Regions from separate parts of the Mus musculus genome. Here region 2 is linked to region 1. The links are chromatin contacts, called in public Micro-C maps. All regions are on one chromosome and are shown on one strand. The core of a region is the stretch at or near the end of the contact, and the rest is flanking DNA. Distances in the headings are between cores, read along the strand shown.

Region 1 (4,875 bases), core at 1,777-4,276:
CCATTGGACTTGCAAACTTTATATGCCCCAGTACAGGGGAACGCCAGGGCCAAAAAGGGGGAGTGGGTGGGTAGGGGATTGGGGGGGTGGGTATGGGGGACCTTTGGGATAGCATTGAAAATGTAAATGAGGAAAATACCTAATTAAAAAAAATAAAAATTAAAAAAAATTACTGTTTGTCTGCTTTTTGGGTTTTGGTTTTGTTTGTTTGTTTGTGTTTTTGCCATGGGACACCATTCCTGAAAAAGATGGAGGGAAGACTGAATGGGACTTGAGATGCCTGAGGTTTTGATCCGTGGTCCTTCGGCCCTGTTGCAGAATTCTTGTCCAGTGGTGAGGCAGAGAATCATGGACAGAGCACATGATGGTGCGCAGCTACTCACATCCTGGTCTGGTGACTGGCAGGTAAGGAAGAATGGAACTAAAGATAGACTTTGTCTTTGAAATCACCAAGTTCATGGCCATGACACAGTAGCTGTGTGTTACTTTCTCCACGTCCCCAAGGTCCAGCATCTCTCAGATCCTCAAATCTGAATCTTGAAATTGAAGGCAAATACTGATTTTGAAGTAAACTGAAGCTACAGGACTATCTTTAAACCTGGGAATAAAGACATTCATAAAGCTGATGTGCTGACAATAATTTCATACTGGATCAAAGATTTTCTAGATGCTTAACTTCAAATATCTTATTCTCATAGTTGGAAACATTTATTCTATGAGCGTCCTAATGAAATATCACTGGGTACAGCTATAGGGAAGAAACTTGGCTCTTCCCCACTCTAGCATGCCTGCCTTTCCTGATAAATTATATTAAAAACCCTCAGGTAGTTACAGGTGGGACCACACAGGGAGGTCAGTTTAGACAACCGCAGGAGTCACTTCTGTTGTGACACCCATTACTCTCCTTCCTTTCAGCCCCCCGTAAGGAATCAGATATTTGTAACATTGTACCACACACATTAAAAATACGAAAGGAAAACTAACTCTAAAAACACTACAGGGTTCTGGACTCCATCAGAATCTCCACCTAGGTGTTCCAGGGTGGCCACGGCATTGCAGTGTATTTTATAAGAAGGGTGTCATCAGTAAACAGTTACAGATGACGTATAAAAGGCAAGCTGCTCTTGTGTGTGGTGTTTTCAATTCTCCCTCCCATCCTCCTTATCAGAGATTAATTAGACTGACAGGATTATTTCACAGTGATCCTATCATTTGCTTTCAGCAAATATTCCTTGAGAACTTGCCACCTGTCAAGCCATACTTTATCTGAGCTTCTATCTTTGTAATCGGTGGCTTTTATTTGCCCTCTGGAGGCCGGCACACACACAGGGGTTCCCTCAGCTGCTCCATACCTCTGTACTCTGCATTTCTCCTGTCCAGTGTCCAGAGCCTGCACTGATAATGACTCTCCCCATTCACCCCCTTATTCACTGTGTGAATCTCAGGCTGTCTCCTCCTCCTCCTCCTCCTCCTCCTCCTCCTCCTCCTCCTCTTCTTCTTCCTCCTCTTCTCCCTTCTCCTTCTCCTCCTCTCCCTTATACTCCTCCTTTTCCTTCTCCTCCTCCTCTCCCTTCTCCTCCTCTTCCTCTTTTCCCTCCTCCTCCTCTTTCTCCTCTTTTTTCTTTTTCTCTTCCTCTTCCTCCTCCTTCTCTTCTTTCTTCTCCTCCTCCTCTTCCTCTTCTACTTCCTCATCTTCTTTACCTCTTCTTTCCATGGTCTATATCACTTCATTCATTTTTCTCTCTCTTTATTTCACCTTTTCAGTCTGCTGTTACAGTGTGTCCGCAGCCCCTTTGAGCCCATGTGAAGTATATAGCTCAGTTCCGGTTTTGAGTTGTCCAAACGAAATAATGATTTAAAGCTCAATTTTAAAAGAACAGAGAACATTGAAGAATAGCAGCCCAGATTGCTTCAGTGATATTTAGTGGGTGCCAAGTGTAGACAGACTTGTAGACAAGTTCAAGGAAAGCATGCGAGGCTGCTCCAGCTATTATCTAATGAAGGTAGGATTCTATGTCTTGTACAAAAGAAAATCCAAAGTACCAGGGGATTTGACATATGTGCAAGGTTGTGTGTGTGTGTGTGTGTGTGTGTGTGTGTGTGTGTGTGTGTGTGTAAAGAGAAATATAAACTTGGGCTATGGCAAACATTGACAGAGTGAACTTTGGGACTCAGAATTGCAAAGATTTAGTTAGCTAGGAACCTGTCATCTTGTCCCTCGTGGTCTCAAAATGGTTGCCATGCTTCCTGCTTTCATGTATGAGCCCCTCACCAAATACCAGGCACATAAGCCAAAAAACTTTTTCAAATGTCCCACAGTGACAATTTTGCTTTTGTCTTTGGAGCCCTAACATGTGACACTTCTAGATGGGCCCATCGAAAAGCTCAAAAGAAAACACAGATCTTGTTATATAAGAAGATGGGATAATGATGAGGTCATTGTCTGGGAGTGCCCAGAATAAAAGATTAGGTAAGATTTAACCTTCCTGATGCATTAATGAGCTTACATTCCTCTTAAATAATGTAATTGTTTTATGCTACAGATCAGAAAATCCACAAATATTACAAAAAAAATCTATTGTCAACCACAGGCAACCAAAACGTGCATAATTAATGAGAACCTAACTCTGCTTGTCTAGTGTATGCAAATCTATTCATATAGACATGTAGGTGTATCGATATGTGTGCACGAAGTCACACACACACAGCTTGTGGAAGTGAAGCCAAGTGCTTCATTGGAAGGGGGTGTGGCTCAAGGCTGTTCCAGTCACTAGATCTTCATTGTTAACAGTAGTGTGTGCCAATCTATGTTGACAAGCCCTTCTAGTGCATAAGTTGCAGGTACCTTCACGGTGCCACCTAATACTTCAGGGACGTAGCCCCAGAGTTACACTTGAGACTACAGAGCTGATATCCAGTGGTGAGAAAGACGAACACGTGAAGTCATACCAGAGTTCTTCAGAACAGGGAGCTGCAGGGAGGTGCCGCCACAGTGCAGGCCTTCTGTCCCCCTAACTCCAAGCTCTGTCTGCTCTCATCTCTTAGACTTAACTGTATGGCTTTATAGATTATCTGCAGTCTCCGAACCCTCCCTCTGTTTCATTGATTTCTTGATTTCTAGAACAAAATCCTTCAAAGATAAGAAAGATCGGATGCAAACGTTAATGCATCTGGGAAATCGAGGAATGATGCCTATCGGGAGACTAAAGAAATGTCCCAGCAGCGAAATATGCAAATCCACCAGAACAGCCATGCTCCAGTCAGTTTTCTTTGTGATTTGGCGCCACCTTGTGGCCATTACAAGAATCAGCGTAAATACTAATGATGGGACCTCTCTGGGGTTTTAACTAACTAGAATGTCCTACGTTGAGGCAGCAGTTCTCAAAAGCCTCAGTCATGTGGCCCCGTAGATTATTGGCTATCCTAGCTCGGCTAGATTGGCCAAATATGGTGATGTTTGCCTGGGAAAAGCACAGGTAGATATTGCCCTTACGCAGCAGCTAAGCCTAATCAACAGTGTAGGTGAGCAGGTAGTACCAGCAGCTGACCATTCTCCAGACTCATGGACGGGACACACACAAGACCATGATCTTTTGAAGTCACTCTTCTTGCATCATACTGTCCCGAAATTAAGGGGAGTTTAAGTTGAGTGATCACAGGTTAAGCAAATGTTACCAGGATAAATTACTACTACTACTGCTACTACTACTACTACTACTATTACTAGCTTTCAAGCTTTAAGACGAATTAGTGACCATGGATGGACATGTGTGTTGTTTGTCTGCCAATGTTTCCGTGTGTAATTCCATTAACTCTTGTGTAAGATCAGTGCCATCTCTCAATGGCTTTGAAGTTGTCCCCAGTTATGGTCAATACTTGCTCCTTAGTGCTGTGACGTTCAGGGATGTGGTTGTGCGGAAGGATTGGGAGCAAGAGGGTTAAGTCACCAACCCTAATCTTATGGGCTATTGGGAGAGGATTGCGACTTAATAGATGGGACTTGATAAAAAACACAAAACAAAACAAAAACAAAAACAAAAAAACAAAACATAACAGTGGTTTGTTTGGGACATGGCCTTTGTGGCTTTTTGCCTCTGTGGGCACTTTCAAGAACTGGATATTTGGACATTTACTCCCCAAGAATCCGTGTGTCTGCTTGAGATTTCATTTAAATCACCCCTCCATCCATCTAGCCACGGGGCCATCCAGAGCAGGCACGCTGCCAGGGGTGTGTTCCCTTCAAGAGAGATATTTTTTCCCCCAGGGTAGGTTTGGTGAAGTATTGGAGATCTTGAACTGTGTCACAGAAAGCAAAATGGAAACCGAACAGCAATAACAGAGCCAGGGTCACCTGCACTCCAAGCTGCGGAAGGAACCGATGTTTCAATGAGGTGACCCAGGTCCTGCGGAGAGGAGTTGCTATGTGAACAAATAGAATTGTGCTGGGGTTCATAGTTTGTTTGGAAACTTTTGATTAATAACACAGTTTGAGTGATTTTACTTTGTCTTTTGTCCAGGGTTCTGAAAATATTGCAGTGGATTTGGAAAATAAGTGTGTGTGGGGGGGGGGGGGGGGGGCATGAAGCATTTATTTTTCCAGGTCTGTGATGGCCTCTTATCCATCCAGGCATCCAGGCACAGAAAGGCCAAAACATTTTGATATATTTTTGCCAAGGTCTTCTTCAGCTGTTTTCTGGCCCCATCAGTTCCTGCCAGTGCTCAACTTAGGACAGAGGGTGTTCCCTTTTACAGAGAGAAGCTTAGCAAAGAGACACTGGCAAATCAAAAGTTGAGTACCAGGAAGTGGAAACAAGAACCCTGGAATCCATTAGCTTGGTGAATGGAGCAAATTCAACCAGAAAATGAAGATGTACC
Region 2 (4,875 bases), core at 676-3,175, 110 kb before region 1:
GAGCCTTTCATGCTGGAGCCAGCAAGTCTCATTCATTCACCACCAAGAAATCCAGTTTGTGCTTAGGAGATGGGTTTAGGAAAGATCTCTCTGTATCTGGAAACCATTCTTCGGTCTTCTGAAGGCTTTTCTTAGAATTCCACTCTCAATCTGTTTCTGTTTCACTGTCTTTACTTTCACTGTTACTTGATTTTTTGACCGTCATTGAAGTTCGCCAAGCATGGCCTTCCTCCTCCTTGCTGTCAGAGCATCTTATTATTACAATTTGTCTGCATTATAACTTAATTTCACTCTGTGAAGAGAGAGTTGCTCAATTCTAATAGTCTTTGTTGATGTGCGGGTGTACATTTTTCTCTGCTCTAGAATTAAACGGATTATAAGTGGGGGGCATGGCAGGCAGGCAAAATTTAACTAACCTCTGGTTCCAGGATTTCTCCAATCTCCCATCACCTGGAGCTGCTTCCCCTAGGGAAGGCTCTGCCTGATCCAGCACCACAGCTCTTCTCTTCTCTCTTTTTTTTAAAAATATTTTTATTACATATTTTCCTCAATTACATTTCCAATGCTATCCCAAAAGTCCCTCATACCCTCCCTCTCACTTCCCTACCCACCCATTCCCATTTTTTTGGCCCTGGCGTTCCCCTGTACTGGGGCATATAAAGTTTGTGTGTCCAATGGGCCTCTCTTTCCAGTGATGGCCGACTAGGCCATCTTTTGATACATATGCAGCTAGAGTCAAGAGCTCCGGGGTACTGGTTAGTTCATATTGTTGTTCCACCTATAGGGTTGCAGATCCCTTTAGCTCCTTGGGTACTTTCTCTAGCTCCTCCATTGGGGGCCCTGTGATCAATCCACTAGCTGACTGTGAGCATCCACTTCTGTGTTTGCTAGGCCCCGGCATAGTCTCACAAGAGACAGCTACATCTGGGTCCTTTCAGCAAAATCTTGCTAGTGTATGCAATGGTGTCAGCAGTATGTCGTTTGGTTTTCTCATATACAGGGTATGTAGTCCTGGTTGGCTATTAATCTGGATCCTTCTATGTACTCCAGGCTGGCCTTGAACATGCAGACTTCCTTTTTCTGCCTTCCATGTGTCTGTGTTACAGGCATGTTCCTCCATGCCTGCCTCATCATGGCATTCTTGAAATTTTTCAAATACAGTTGAAATAAAACTGTTGTACTGATAACCTGAATGTGCTGTCTTTTCTTGATTTTTTTTTCTTCCTGTTCTCATTCTTTTGTTTCCACAGTTCTACTTATGGTGCAAATCTTATTTTAAATAACACTTTCAAAGAGTACTTGTAAGACGACTCATGACTCCAAATATAAGTCTTTCTTCTCCCACAGTCACTAGTGTAGAACCAAGCCTTTTTCTTGTCCTTGATGCATCTGCTTGTCCACAGGTCTTTCTCCAGAAAAGGCCACGACTTTTTAATATCCCATCATTCCCATAGCCTAACCCTCCTCCTGAATGACCATGGCCTAGACAAATAAATGAATGAATAAGCAGACCCCTGCTTAAGGAAATGAAATAATTAATCTGAAATGGTTTCTATAATAATTGATTAAACTATTATTATTTATTATTATTATCATCTTAACTTTTGAGATGATATTATTTGCCAAACCTAACTCTAACTTAGCAAAATGGCATTTTGAAATATTAAAGATATATTTGTTTCTCTTTTCCAACTTAAAGAAACCCCAGCTGGTCAATAGTATTAGTATACAAAATGACTACTCTTTTTTCTTTAAAACAAGGAAGTACAATATCTTCATATTGCATTTCATCTTCAAAGCCCTCACAAGTATTAATTAACCCACAGAACGATATCAGGCTTAAAAAGGCAACACCTGTGACTTAAGTTTATCTGCAAAAGGCTGATTTGCTCCGAGCCAGGACAACTTCCTGAGCTCTGCCCTCCAAATCCTCCTTGCTCAGGAGGAAGCAGATAAAAAACCCACCACAGGCTTTTGACTCCTGCAAGGCTATCCATAGACACGCCTTACGATGTTTCAATAAAAATAAAGACGATAAAGATTTAACATGCTATAATCAGGGTTATTTTTCTTGAATCTTTGTTTAGGGGGAAAGTGCCTTGAAACTAATTGGACCTCATGCACAGTAGCAAGGAGGAATATATTAATAGAAGATCAAGAAACAAGTGCAAAGTGTATCAGAGTTTTGTGTTAAGCAATCACAGAGTCCCCTGTTCTCATCCTAGCTTCTTTCACTGAAGTCTTGTGATATGCATCTGTGTGGCATTAATGCTATATTTCTTCCTATACTGGGGCCACTGTGAGCATTTTTAGACTCCAATTAGGAATGCTTCGAAAATAACTGTCAAAATACATGTGTTACTCTTTTAATTACCCATGTTGATCACAATCAGCTCTATTATAAAGGAACTGTAAAAAAAAAAAAAAAAAAACATAATAATGCATGGCTCCCCAAAGGAAAATGTACTCATTGGAGCATTGGCAATGACAGTTTTCATTTTATAAAGTAAAACACTTTACTCCAAAATGGGGTAGACCTAATAGATTATTTCAAAAGCTGTAACCAGAACTGTAGTCTCACGATTCTTAAAAATATTTCAGAGAATTCTTTAAATAGGAGGTAAAAGAAGTGAGACTTTTTTACATTACAGCCAATGTTTTGAAAATAAATACACACGAGAATTCAAATGTTAAAAACATAAATATAAACAATAATATTAACTCAAGGAATTTAAATAATTGGCTCCAAATTATTTTGGTACATTGTTTCAGACATGACAGAGTGTCCTGAGAGATACTGACAACAGGACACTATGGGTGACTGGGCTACTGTGCAGATCCATGGAGGAGACAGGGCGACAGGGAGAAATGGAGGAGACAGGGAGACAGGGAGAGATGGAGGAGACAGGGAGGCAGGGAAATATGGAGGAAACAGAGAGAGATACAAGCAACCCCAAGTTGTGGGAAAGACTCTGCAGGTAGATGAAAAGTTCATGCTCATCAGATTTAATGTAAACTTTGTGTCTTCTAGAGAACGTCTTTTCATGAATGGTAATGGGTAGTTTAAAATGTATAGATTTGCTTTTGGAAAAACTTCCTGGTTCTTTTCATTGTTACTCTTCATGACAGTCTACTCTCCAGATGGAAGTTTACATAACTGATGGCATTTCTGCCATTAAAATAAAAGTAAGAATCCAATAGACGTCATAAAGGAAATGTTGAATGTTCCCAGTGCTCAGAAGACAGAGTAAGTTAGGTGAACACTCAGAGAGAGAATGCAGCAGAGCCCACATCAGTACCAGGAAGCAATTAGTTGATATTTTAAAATTTTGGTGGAGGTAGTGACTATGTGTATCTGTGTGTATGTGGAGATGGGGGGAAGATAATCTCTGTAGAGAGACTACAAACTAGAATTTTACTTTAAAAATTAATGTTTTGCTCTGTGCCACATTTTTATTATAGTTATTTGTTTCTCAAGAGTTTAACATCTTGATATATATATTGGATATTATCCCTCTATTAGATATAGGGTTAGTAAAGATCTTTTCCCAATCTGTTGATTGGCATTTTGTCCTATTGACAGTGTCCTTTGCCTTAAAGAAGCTTTGCAATTTTATGAGGTCCCACTTGCCAATTCTTGATCTTAGAGCATGAGCCATGGGTGTTCTGTTCAGGAAATTTTTTCCTGTGCCCATATGCTAGAGGCTTTCCCCCACTTTCTTTTCTATTAGTTTCAGAGTATCTGGTTTTATGTGGAGGTGCTTGATCCACTTGGACTTGAGCTTTGTACAAGGAGATAAGAATGGATTGATTTGCATTCTTCTACATGCTGCCAGTTGAACAAGCACCATTTGTTGAAAATGATGTCTTCTTTCCACTGGATGCTTTTAGCTTCTTTGTCAAAGATCAAGTGACCATAGGTGTATGGGTTCATCTCTGGGTCTTCAATTCTATTCCATTGATTGACCTGCCTATTACTGTACCAGTACCATTCAGTTTTTATCACAATTGCTCTGTAGTACAGCTTGAGGCCAGGGATGGTGATTTCCCCCAGAGGTTCTTTTATTGTTGAGAAGCGCTTTCGCTGTCCTGGTTTTTTGTTATCCCAGATGAATTTACAAATTGCTCTTTCTAACTCAATGAAGAATTGAGTTGAAATTTTGATGGGGATTGCATTAAATCTGTAAATTGCTTTCTTCAAAATGGCCATTTTTACTATATAAATCCTACCAATTCATGAGCATGGGAGATCTTTCCATCTTCTGAGATCTTCTTCAATTTCTTTCTTCAGAGACTTAAAATTCTTGTCATACAGGTCTTTCACTTGCTTAGTTAGAGTCACACCAAGGTATTTTATATTATTTGTGATTATTGTAAAGGGTGTTGTTTCCCTAATTTCTTCCTCAGCCTGTTTATCCTTTAAGTAGAAAAAGGCCACAGACTTGTTAACAAAGCATTTGTTAAACAAAGAGTTTTCAACTGAGAAATGCTGAATGACTGAGAAACACCTAAAGAAATGTTTAATACTCTTAGTCATTAGGGAAACGTAAATCAAACCAACTCAGAGATTCCACTTCACACCAGTCAGAATGGCTAAGATCAAAAACTTAAGTGACATATTGGTGAGGATGTGGAGAAAGAGGAACACTCCTCCATTGCTGGTGGGATTGCAAATGGGTACAACCACTCTGGAAATCAATTTGGTGGTTTCTTGGAAAATTGGAAATAGTACTACCTAAGAACCCAGCTATACCACTCCTGGGCATATACTCAGAAGATGCTCCAACATGTAATAAGGCCACATGCTTCACTATGTTCATAGAAGCCTTATTTATAACAGCCAGTACCTGGAAAGAACCCAGATGTCCCTCAATA

What was found. A called contact is a pair of places that touch in the nucleus more often than the background predicts.
Region 2: a Micro-C map of the G1E-ER4 cell line shows a contact between it and region 1. The contact joins two enhancer-like sites. A contact is called at or near these places in 2 of 15 datasets of contacts at CTCF or cohesin (CD8 T cells and large pre-B cells), 47 of 484 Hi-C or Micro-C datasets (B cells, CD4 T cells, CD8 T cells and 34 more) and 7 of 115 datasets of contacts at active chromatin or transcription factors (the 230-238 cell line, CD4 single positive thymocytes, CD8 T cells and 3 more).

Annotation. Positions count from the first base shown.
Region 1 is chr2:43,721,307-43,726,181 of GRCm38.p6, reverse strand. Gm30374 (a long non-coding RNA gene) reads left to right here. Exons shown (of 6, transcript XR_866181.1): 4 at 249-405. Among named protein-coding and RNA genes, the nearest start is that of Gm30374, 5.7 kb to the left of the region's middle. Within about 2 kb of position 3,026, at least 26 of the 459 cell types and tissues checked have an H3K27ac peak or open chromatin away from gene starts, as enhancers often do. A contact at or near this core is called in the G1E-ER4 cell line, where this site is marked.
Region 2 is chr2:43,833,156-43,838,030 of GRCm38.p6, reverse strand. The region is part of intron 3 of Arhgap15 (Rho GTPase activating protein 15); the gene reads right to left. Among named protein-coding and RNA genes, the nearest start is that of Gm39804, 47 kb to the right of the region's middle. Within about 2 kb of position 1,925, at least 8 of the 459 cell types and tissues checked have an H3K27ac peak or open chromatin away from gene starts, as enhancers often do. A contact at or near this core is called in the G1E-ER4 cell line, where this site is marked.